Linked DNA regions of Mus musculus: all the other regions are linked to region 1. A link is a contact called in public HiChIP or PLAC-seq data. All regions are on one chromosome and are shown on one strand. The core of a region is the stretch at or near the end of the contact, and the rest is flanking DNA. Distances in the headings are between cores, read along the strand shown.

What was found. HiChIP or PLAC-seq counts read pairs in DNA pulled down with a chosen protein or histone mark.
Region 2: an H3K27ac HiChIP or PLAC-seq map of embryonic stem cells shows a contact between it and region 1, with 3 times the contacts expected there. The contact joins two enhancer-like sites. A contact is called at or near these places in 1 of 39 promoter capture datasets (the 3T3-L1 cell line) and 2 of 115 datasets of contacts at active chromatin or transcription factors (the 230-238 cell line and embryonic stem cells).
Region 3: an H3K27ac HiChIP or PLAC-seq map of embryonic stem cells shows a contact between it and region 1, with 4 times the contacts expected there. The contact joins two enhancer-like sites. A contact is called at or near these places in 2 of 39 promoter capture datasets (cranial neural crest and stem cell-derived epiblast-like cells), 1 of 484 Hi-C or Micro-C datasets (the N1E-115 cell line), 1 of 115 datasets of contacts at active chromatin or transcription factors (embryonic stem cells) and 1 of 9 other capture datasets (embryonic stem cells).

What each region holds. Positions count from the first base shown.
Region 1 is chr9:76,103,603-76,106,506 of GRCm38.p6, forward strand. All of the region lies in intron 7 of Hmgcll1 (3-hydroxymethyl-3-methylglutaryl-Coenzyme A lyase-like 1), which reads left to right. Among named protein-coding and RNA genes, the nearest start is that of Hmgcll1, 90 kb to the left of the region's middle. Within about 2 kb of position 1,504, at least 15 of the 459 cell types and tissues checked have an H3K27ac peak or open chromatin away from gene starts, as enhancers often do. A contact at or near this core is called in embryonic stem cells, where this site is marked.
Region 2 is chr9:75,545,965-75,548,868 of GRCm38.p6, forward strand. The region is part of intron 1 of Tmod3 (tropomodulin 3); the gene reads right to left. Among named protein-coding and RNA genes, the nearest start is that of Tmod3, 12 kb to the right of the region's middle. Within about 2 kb of position 1,402, at least 171 of the 459 cell types and tissues checked have an H3K27ac peak or open chromatin away from gene starts, as enhancers often do. A contact at or near this core is called in embryonic stem cells, where this site is marked.
Region 3 is chr9:75,588,948-75,591,851 of GRCm38.p6, forward strand. All of the region lies in intron 4 of Tmod2 (tropomodulin 2), which reads right to left. Among named protein-coding and RNA genes, the nearest start is that of Tmod2, 21 kb to the right of the region's middle. Within about 2 kb of position 1,379, at least 11 of the 459 cell types and tissues checked have an H3K27ac peak or open chromatin away from gene starts, as enhancers often do. A contact at or near this core is called in embryonic stem cells, where this site is marked.

The sequences.
Region 1 (2,904 bases), core at 254-2,753:
TCTACTATGTCTGTGTGTCTATAGGAACTCTTGTCCAATGATTTGAAAAGAAGAAACCCATTCATTCCTGATACTTGAATTTTTATTTATTAGCCTCTGGTGTTTAGTGGGGATGGTATTGCCATATTATATAACTATGATAACTGTATTTAGCATTATATATATCTGATGTGTTTGTATATGTGTATGTATCATTTGTACATGATTATTTCTTCAGTTTATTTCCATCTGAATAATTAAAATGCCTCTATTTAAAATATAATTTTTTTCTGTATAGATCTTCTAATTTTGTAATAGAAATGTTTAAGTTACTATCTTTTGTTTAGGTTCTAATGAAATTATTATTAACTTGACTTCCTGAAGAAAGATTTTAATTTTATGTAGAAGAGCAAAACAAGCTAATTTTTTATAAGTATCTTTGAAAGAGTAACATGGAGGGAGGAAAACTTACTATGATTTTATTTTGACTATATACCAAGTATCCAACCAATTTCAGTGCATTTGCAAGTTAGCAACTGCCATGGACTGGCCTCAGTCGGTCCCCCTCAATCTGTGGGAGAAATCAGGGTTCCCGTACAGGTGGGCAGGGAGTCAGTGAAAAGGGTGACAAATAGACACAGACACAAGGGAGTGTGTTGTCTCTGAATGTAATTTTTCCAAGCAAGCACCAGACTTAAAATATAGAATAAAAACAAGAAAGTTAGGTGAATACATTTGCCAAGGTACATTGAGATGCGTATTGGTTCTTTACACAAAACAAAGAAAATGCATACATAAAAAGCTAGGGGGAGCCAGGCAGTGTTTACAACTGAGATAGAAACAGCCTTATTTTAAAACCAGCCAAACACAGGAGCCAGGTGAAGGGTCTGATGCAAAGCTAGTCTATTGTTAAACCCACCACCAGGGGTCCTTTAGTAAATACCTGATTATGCTATTCCTCTGGGCCTAGTGAAACACTCACCAGGGAAATTCCATTCTACTAACCCTTTCATGAATAATACTTCAGTTCCTCCTAAAACCACAACCCACCTTCTTCCTAGGCCATTGTAAATTCCTGTGTATGGGAGTGACTCGGCTATTGTTCTAAGTATTTACTCTGTAGACTAGCCCTGAGATTAATAGCTCTATTCAAGTAAATTGTAATGCCTGACTACTTTCACTGTCTCTACTAGAGGTACTTTTGAATGTTACTGAATAGGTAACATTCTTACTGAATTCCAAGCCCAGGAATCAAGGACTGCCTAGGACATTGGAACACTGGTGGAGGCTAATCTAACTTAGCTATATGTCAAAATCAATCCTTACAGGCTCTTAAAATAAAGCAATATTGAGGGAAAGCACACAGATCTGTTCACTGACTAAAGCAAGGACATTTTTGGAGCATTTGTTATACAGGATGCCACGTTTCCAGGAGACTAAGTTTCCGTGAACTTTTTGCCTCGGGACTGCGTCCAGGCTTTTAAGCCTGTCACACAAACTTCACTGGGGTAGGTGTGGCAAGCAACACCCTACCCATACAGTACTTGCTTATACTGCTTTCCCTCTGCCCACACCCCAGCATTCTGCCACTCCATTCCATCCAGTCCCGGTGGTTGATTTGTTAAGTATTTGATGTCCAATGTGTTGTTTTATTTGGACAATTGCAATGTGATTTACCTTTTATGTTTTATTATTTTTTATTATTTATTTATTTTTAAAACATTATTGGTTATTTTGTTTGTTTGCATTTCAAATGTTATCCCTCTTCCCGGTTTCCTCTCTGAAAACTCCCCATTTCATCCTGCCTCCACAAGGGTGCCCCCCAACCCACTCCTGCCCCATCATCCTAGCATTCACCTACACTGGAGTGTCAAGCCTTCACAGGACCAAGGGCCTCCCCTCCATTTGATGCCCGACAAGGACATCCTTTGCTACATATGCAACTGGAGCTACGAGTCCCTCCATGTGTACTCTTTGGTTGGTGGTTTAGTCCTAGGGAGCTCTGGGGGGTCGGGTTAGTTGATATTGTTGTTCTTCCTATGAGTTTGTAAGCCCCTCAGCTTCTTCAGTTCTTCCCCTAACTCCTCGACTGGGGTCCCTATGAAGCCACAGTTACTACACTGATACTGAAACCACTCAAAGACCCAACAAAGAACGAAACTTCAGACCACTTTATGAATATTGATGCAAAAATCTCAATAAAATTCTCGCAAACTGAATCCAAGAATACATCAAAACGATGATTCAATATACAGAAATCCACCAATGTAATCTACTATATAAACAAGCTCAAAGGGGAAAAAAACATATGATCATTTCATTAGATGCTGAAAAAGCATTTGACAAAATTCAACACCACTTCATGTTCAAAGTCTTAGAAAGAACAGGAATTCGATAAACATAGTAAAAGCAGTATATAGCAAACCAGTAGCCAACATCAAAGTAAATGGAGAGAAACTTGAAGCAATCCCAGTAAAATCAGATACTAGGTAAGACTGCCCACTCTCTCCCTTTCAATATAGTACTCGAAGTTCTAGCCAGAGCTATTAGACAACAAAAGGAGGTCAAAGGGATTCAAATTGGAAAGAAAGAAGTCAAAATATCACTACTTGCAGATGATATGATAGTATACTTAAGTGACGCCAAAAAGTCCGCCAGAGAACTCCTTCAGCTGATAAACAACTTCAGCAAAGTGGCTGGATATTAAATATTTTTTTAAACTTTAAAGCATAGTACATTTGTTATTGTTAGAAACTTCAAAAAGCTGTTGAATGCATCTCACATGTTTCTTCCTTTGAATTAAAAAAAAAAAACTCTTAAAAAAAACTCTACTGTTAAAAAATATAGAAGACTAAAAATACACAGTGGGTCTGAAAGACCCACAACGTGAGGACTCCCCCAAGTTCTGACTCAGGAGAGGCGACA
Region 2 (2,904 bases), core at 152-2,651, 560 kb before region 1:
TGGTCACAAGTCCGAAGGATAGCCAGGTTTATAGATGAAGTTTCAAGGAGCCAGAACTACACAGTGAGACCCTGTCTCAAAAAGGAGGGGGGTGGGGAGGAGGGAAATTGGAATTTAAGGAAAGGGCCTCTGGGAAACAGATCTCATCAAAGCTTCAGTTTAATTTCAGGTCATGTTCTAGGGAGATTAGCAGTCCTCCATTACTTATTAACATCTGTCTCTTAAGTTAGACCTATTTTATTAGGTATAAGAAACTTTTTTTTTCTAGTTTCCTTTTGAGACAGGTTCTCATGTACCTCAGGCTGGCCAGAATTTCCTATATAAACAAGGATGGCCTTGAACTCCTAATCCTCCTGCACTTACAAAGTGCTGGGATTAAAGGCAGAAAGAACCTCCAATGGCTATCAAGAGATCCTTATGGTCCTTTGAACTCTAAATACAGAGCTTTTAAAAATAAATGAATTCAGAATAACTATGGAAAGTTCTATAAGAACCAGAGAGAAACAGGAAAGTTGAAATAATAAGAGTATTCCAGTGTTCATGACAAACCAAGTGACACCCTTTTCAATTTTGTATCATGTTCGTTCATTCATGCATTCACTTTTGAAGGGCAGCTCACCTGTCTGCTGCATTTTGATTCTGCACACAAAGAAACAAACGTCTCTGATTTTGAATTTACTGATTTCCTATTACTGCACTGAAGTAATAAGAAAAAGTGCTTTGGCTGGGCAGTGGTGGCGCACACCTTTATTCCCAGCACTAGGCAGAGGCAGGCGAACTTCTGAGTTCAAGGCCAGCCTGGTCTACAGAGTGAGTTCTAGGACAGCCAGGGCTACACAGAGAAACCCTGTCTTGAAAAAACAAACAAACAAAAAACCCAACAACATCAAGAAAACCAAAAAACCAACCAAGCAAACAAAAAAACAAAACCAAAAACCAAGAAAAAGTGCTTTGATGTAAAGAGCAAAGCAAGAACCGTGAACTACCCAACAGACCTGGTAAGAGACGCCCATGTTTAGTGAGGCAGTGGCTTCATTCCTCACAACCACAAAAAGGAGAACAGAGAACAAGAAAAAACAATTCTAGATCAGAAAACACTTCACAGTCTATAAGAGCAATAGTGAGCCCTTACTCAAGTGTACGTGATCACACAATCTCTCAAGTTCCCCAGTGTCTGACTAAAGGCCGTGAGTCTCAAACTGGGGCTGAGGCCAGTTGGGGATTATTTTTTTCTTCAAGATCTTTCCCCTAAGGAAATATTAAGAGAAACAACATCCCAAACTCCACATCTCTAAAAATTAATTGAAAAACAAGCAACGCCATCACACACACACAACATCCTTATCTCCAGTCCTTGCTCCTTCCTCGGCAAGGTTCCAGGAAGTGACGCAATGCTGGATCTCACGAGGAGGAAGGAGGCAGGCCCTCAGAGAGCCTTTCCCAGGCTGCAGACGGGCCAGCTCTGCTCTGGTGCAGCTCAGTCACTGAGCACTCTTTAACACCACATGCCTGTACTTAGGAATATTCTAGTTTCTCGGGTGATCTTGATGAACTAAGGCTCACGAGGCCGGGGTCTCACAGACCTCTCTCACCTTGCTGCTTTCCTTGTTCCCTGGAGGGTTAGTGTCCACATTTCTGCAACGAGCCCCTACCCATCTCCAGACTTTTCCATCCTATCCAAACTCCTCATATTTAAGTCCAGCACAAACCTGATCTTTCTGAAGCCCTTCCTATCTCCTTCCATCACCTGGTCTCTTCCCTCCTCAAAGGTCAACGCTCAGCAGAACTATCTAGCCTATTATATGCCATTGATTCGAATGTCATGGGCCTCAGCTAGTATGAATACCTGCCTGTAGAGGCATTTCCTACGCACCTCAGACACAAGCATACTTGTGATTTTTAGGGGTCAGCAATGGTTATTACTCTAATTTCAAAAGTCTGGGTATACAGGAATCTTTGTTATTAAAATTAATTTTCAGATTAAGGGGAAGCTTTCTCTCTCTCTTCTTCCTTCCTTCCTTCCTTCCTTCCTTGTGTGTACATGTGTCAACACAGCACCTCTGTGGAAGACAGAGGTCAGTTTTCGGCAGTCAGCTAGCTATCTCCTCCCTCCATGTGGGTATCAGGGATTGAACTCATTATGGTTATAAAAGATACAAGACTAGAATTTGTATAATACACCTTGATGCCTTATAGCATTAAAAAAGGAATTCAGTGGCTAAGCTGGAGTGTGGTCCAGTAAGACCACACTTTACAAGACTGTACTAGAAGTTTCATGACCAAAACCACATAAAATCTCTAGTACAAAGTATAAGTTTCATGTGATATTAGAATAAAAGAGGTTGGGCTGGAGGGATGGCTCCACAGTTAAGAGCACTGATTGCTCTTCCAGAGATCCTGAGTTCAATTCTCAGCAACCACATGGTGGCTCACAACCATGTGTAATGGAATCTGATGCCCTCTTCTGGTGTGTCTGAAGAGAGCAATGGTGTACTCATATACATAAAATAAAACAATAAATCTTTAAAAAAAGAATAGAAGAGGTCATTTTAAGTGATTAAAATACTCACTATAAACTGGGCATGGTGGTGCACACCTTTAATCCCAGCACTTAGGAGACAGAAGCAGGCAGATCTGAGTTTGAGACCAGCCTGGTCTAACAGAATAAGTGTCAGGACAGCCAGGGCCACATAGAGAAACCCTGTCTTGAAAACAAAACAAAACAACAACCCTCACTATAATGTAGCCTTGAAAATACATATACCCAGGGTGGGGGTGGGGTGTTAAGATGGGCTGATCAACGGGCTTTAAATTACAGTTACACAAGGTGAAGAAGTCCTGGTGTGTTGTGGCAAAATGGTGTAACTATAGATAAAACCATGTAATACATTTAAAACCCCCAAA
Region 3 (2,904 bases), core at 129-2,628, 510 kb before region 1:
TGTAAAATTAAAAAAAGGTGGAATTCAATCTAAGGATTTTGTTTTGTTTAAAGTCTCACTTTGTAACTCTGTCTAGCCTGCAGCTCTCATTATGTAGACCAGGCTGGCCTTAGACCTACAGTAATCCTCCTGCTTCCTTCTGCCTCCTGAGTGTTAAGATTAACACTGTACCAGAAAGTCCGATGGAGTACGAATTTTAAAGATCTAATGTGACAGATTATTGTGTTGTTTTTTTCCCCCCTCAGAGGTAAGAAAGATTGTGATCCTTTTTCAGTAGAAAAAGGAGTTGTCCTTTCTTTCCCAAAGGGAAAGCAGAGAAGGGCTATCAGGCACAAAAGGCCGGCTGAGCATATCAAGGTCTTAACGCCCGATGTTACATGGGACTGGCACCAAGAGGCACACATGCCAGAAGCAACACTATGGGTGGTCCTGCGTAGGTTGAAACAGATTTCCCTAATCATGAAGTTACAGGTGAGAGGCACAGGCCCCTAAGAGCCTGATTGGATCTACTGTAAGCTACATTTTAGAAGGGAGGCAGCCAGCAAAGACGGGTCAGTGGTTAAGCTTGTAAGAACAGGAGTTAGTCGAGGCAGTGGTGGTGCACACCTTTAATTCCAGCACTTAGGAGGCAGTGGCAGGTGGATCTTTGAGTTCGAGGCCAGCCTGGTCTACAGAGTGAGTTCCAGGACAGCCACGGCTGCATGGCTACATGGCTACATGGAGAAAAAAGGAACAAGAGTTAGAGGTAGGTGTGTGACTTGAAGCAAAAAAATTCCAGAAGGCCAGTTTGGGGCTATACTGACAGTTCCAGAGTTCAAGGCCAACCTCGTCAGTGTACTACCACAGTGAGGCTCTGGGGCTATAGCAAAGTGGTAGAGTGCCTGTCTAGCATGCCTAAAGCCATGGGTTCAACTCCTTGCACTGGAAACAGAATAACAACAATAATCATGGAGTGAAGGAGGGGAAATGTGGAGCACATTGAGTTTGAACCCTGACCGCCACATCCTAACTGTATGATTTGGGAAGCCATTGAATGCCCATGGACTCTGCCTCCTCGTTAATCCCAACCGACTGTGAACTTGATTAGTGGCTCTGACAGTGAAGCATAGGCAGGGCTTTCTGTGAGCGTGTTTCCTCAGAGCGTTCACTAAGGGGGAGGAAGCCTTGCTCTGAATGTGCCTGGCACTACCGCACAATGGGAAGAAAGGAGAAAAAGAAGGGCGACTGTGGCACCTTTGAATTGCTTGTCTTTCTGCTCGCTACCTTCCATACCAGCACAGACAATGCTCCTCAGGACTCCCTCAGTTGCTGTGAGCCTTTCTGCTTACAGGTTATTCCTAGTCGTCTAGAAAGATCCACCCTAGAGAGGAAGCTGCTTGGTTTTCATCCCCACTGAAGGCTTTCCACTGAGTCCTTAGGGAGTGTCTGTCCAGCCGAGTAGGGAGAACAAAGGCAGTTCTATTTGTTTTATCTCCCTGGATTTATTACATGGATCCCAGGGTCAAGTATCTCCAGAATAATTGCTTTTTCTTCATTCTCCTTTCTCAGGTGTTTTCTGGGAATCAAAGTCCCACCCTGCATTCCTCCTTTGGGCAATTCCAGTAAAACCTGTGAGACAACCCATGGGAAAAGCAGTAACCATGGAGGGATCTCTCCATAGTAACCACAGGGCCATGATGCCCAGTTACTGTGAAACTAACTGTCATGAGCTGAGTCAGATGCTACAGAGACCTCTGACAGACACTCAGACGTGAACCTCGACACTCAGACGTGAACCTCATGTCCCTTGCTGATATCATCAGAGACGGATGAAGACGTATGGAAATGGCAGACATATCTGAATAAGGCAGGGCAGGTATTCCCACAAGGAGATAGATGCTACATACATCTTCCAGAGGAATAAGAATCAGAGTTCTGGGGCTGGGAAGCAGCTAAAAATTGATAAACTACTTCCCTAGGAAGCCCAAGGGCCTGGGTTAGAATCCCAGGACTTAAGCAAGAAACAGATGCACATCGGGTGTGGAGGTGCGCATCTGTGATCCCAGTGCTGGGGGGTGGGGTAGAGGTAGGCGGGGCTTGGAGCTCAGCCAGAAAAGGCACTTGCCACTCCACAATGCAAGCTGGAAGGTCTGAGTTCCATCCTCAGAACCCGTCTAAAGGGTGAAGGAGGGAGCCAGCTCCATAAAGTCGTCCTCTGAACTTCACATACATCCTGAGGTCAGCCAGGGCGCCTGAGCTTCCCCCCTCCTTGTGGGGATTAAGACCGCCAACTACAACTCTTGTTCTAGGTTTTTAAGTCAGGGTCTTGCCCTGTAGCCCATGCTACTCTAGAGCTTTCTATGTTGCTCACCCATCCACAGCACAGACTTTTTTTTTTCCTAATGAGAAACGACTTAATTTAGGGGAAAAGCTTGCTTTTCATTTCTTTTGGATTATTTGAACTTTTATATCTACGTTGTAGTTTCGATGATAATGGTCATCACTGATTCGTATGTTTGAATACTTGGTCCTGAGCTGGTAGAACTGTTTGGGAAGGACTAGGTGGTGTGGCCTTGTCAGAGAAGGTGTGCACTGGGGTAGGCTTTGTAGTTTTAAAAGACTCACTCCCAGTGTGTGCTCTCTCTGCCTCCTGCTTTTGGATCAAGATGCGAGTACTCAGCGGTTCCCATTGCCATGTCTTTGCTTCACCACCATAGACTCTAACCCCCTGAAACCATAGGCTCAATTAAACACTTTTGTTTATAAGTCACCTCTGTCATGGTGTTTTGTCATAGCAGCAGAAAAGCAACTAATCCAATCTACATGTAAAGGCAATTAAAACAACAGTCCTGTTGTCATTGTCATGTTTCAGTTTGTTAAGGAAACTCGAAGGCAAGCTGACCTCCTGGCTCAAATCAGCTTGTA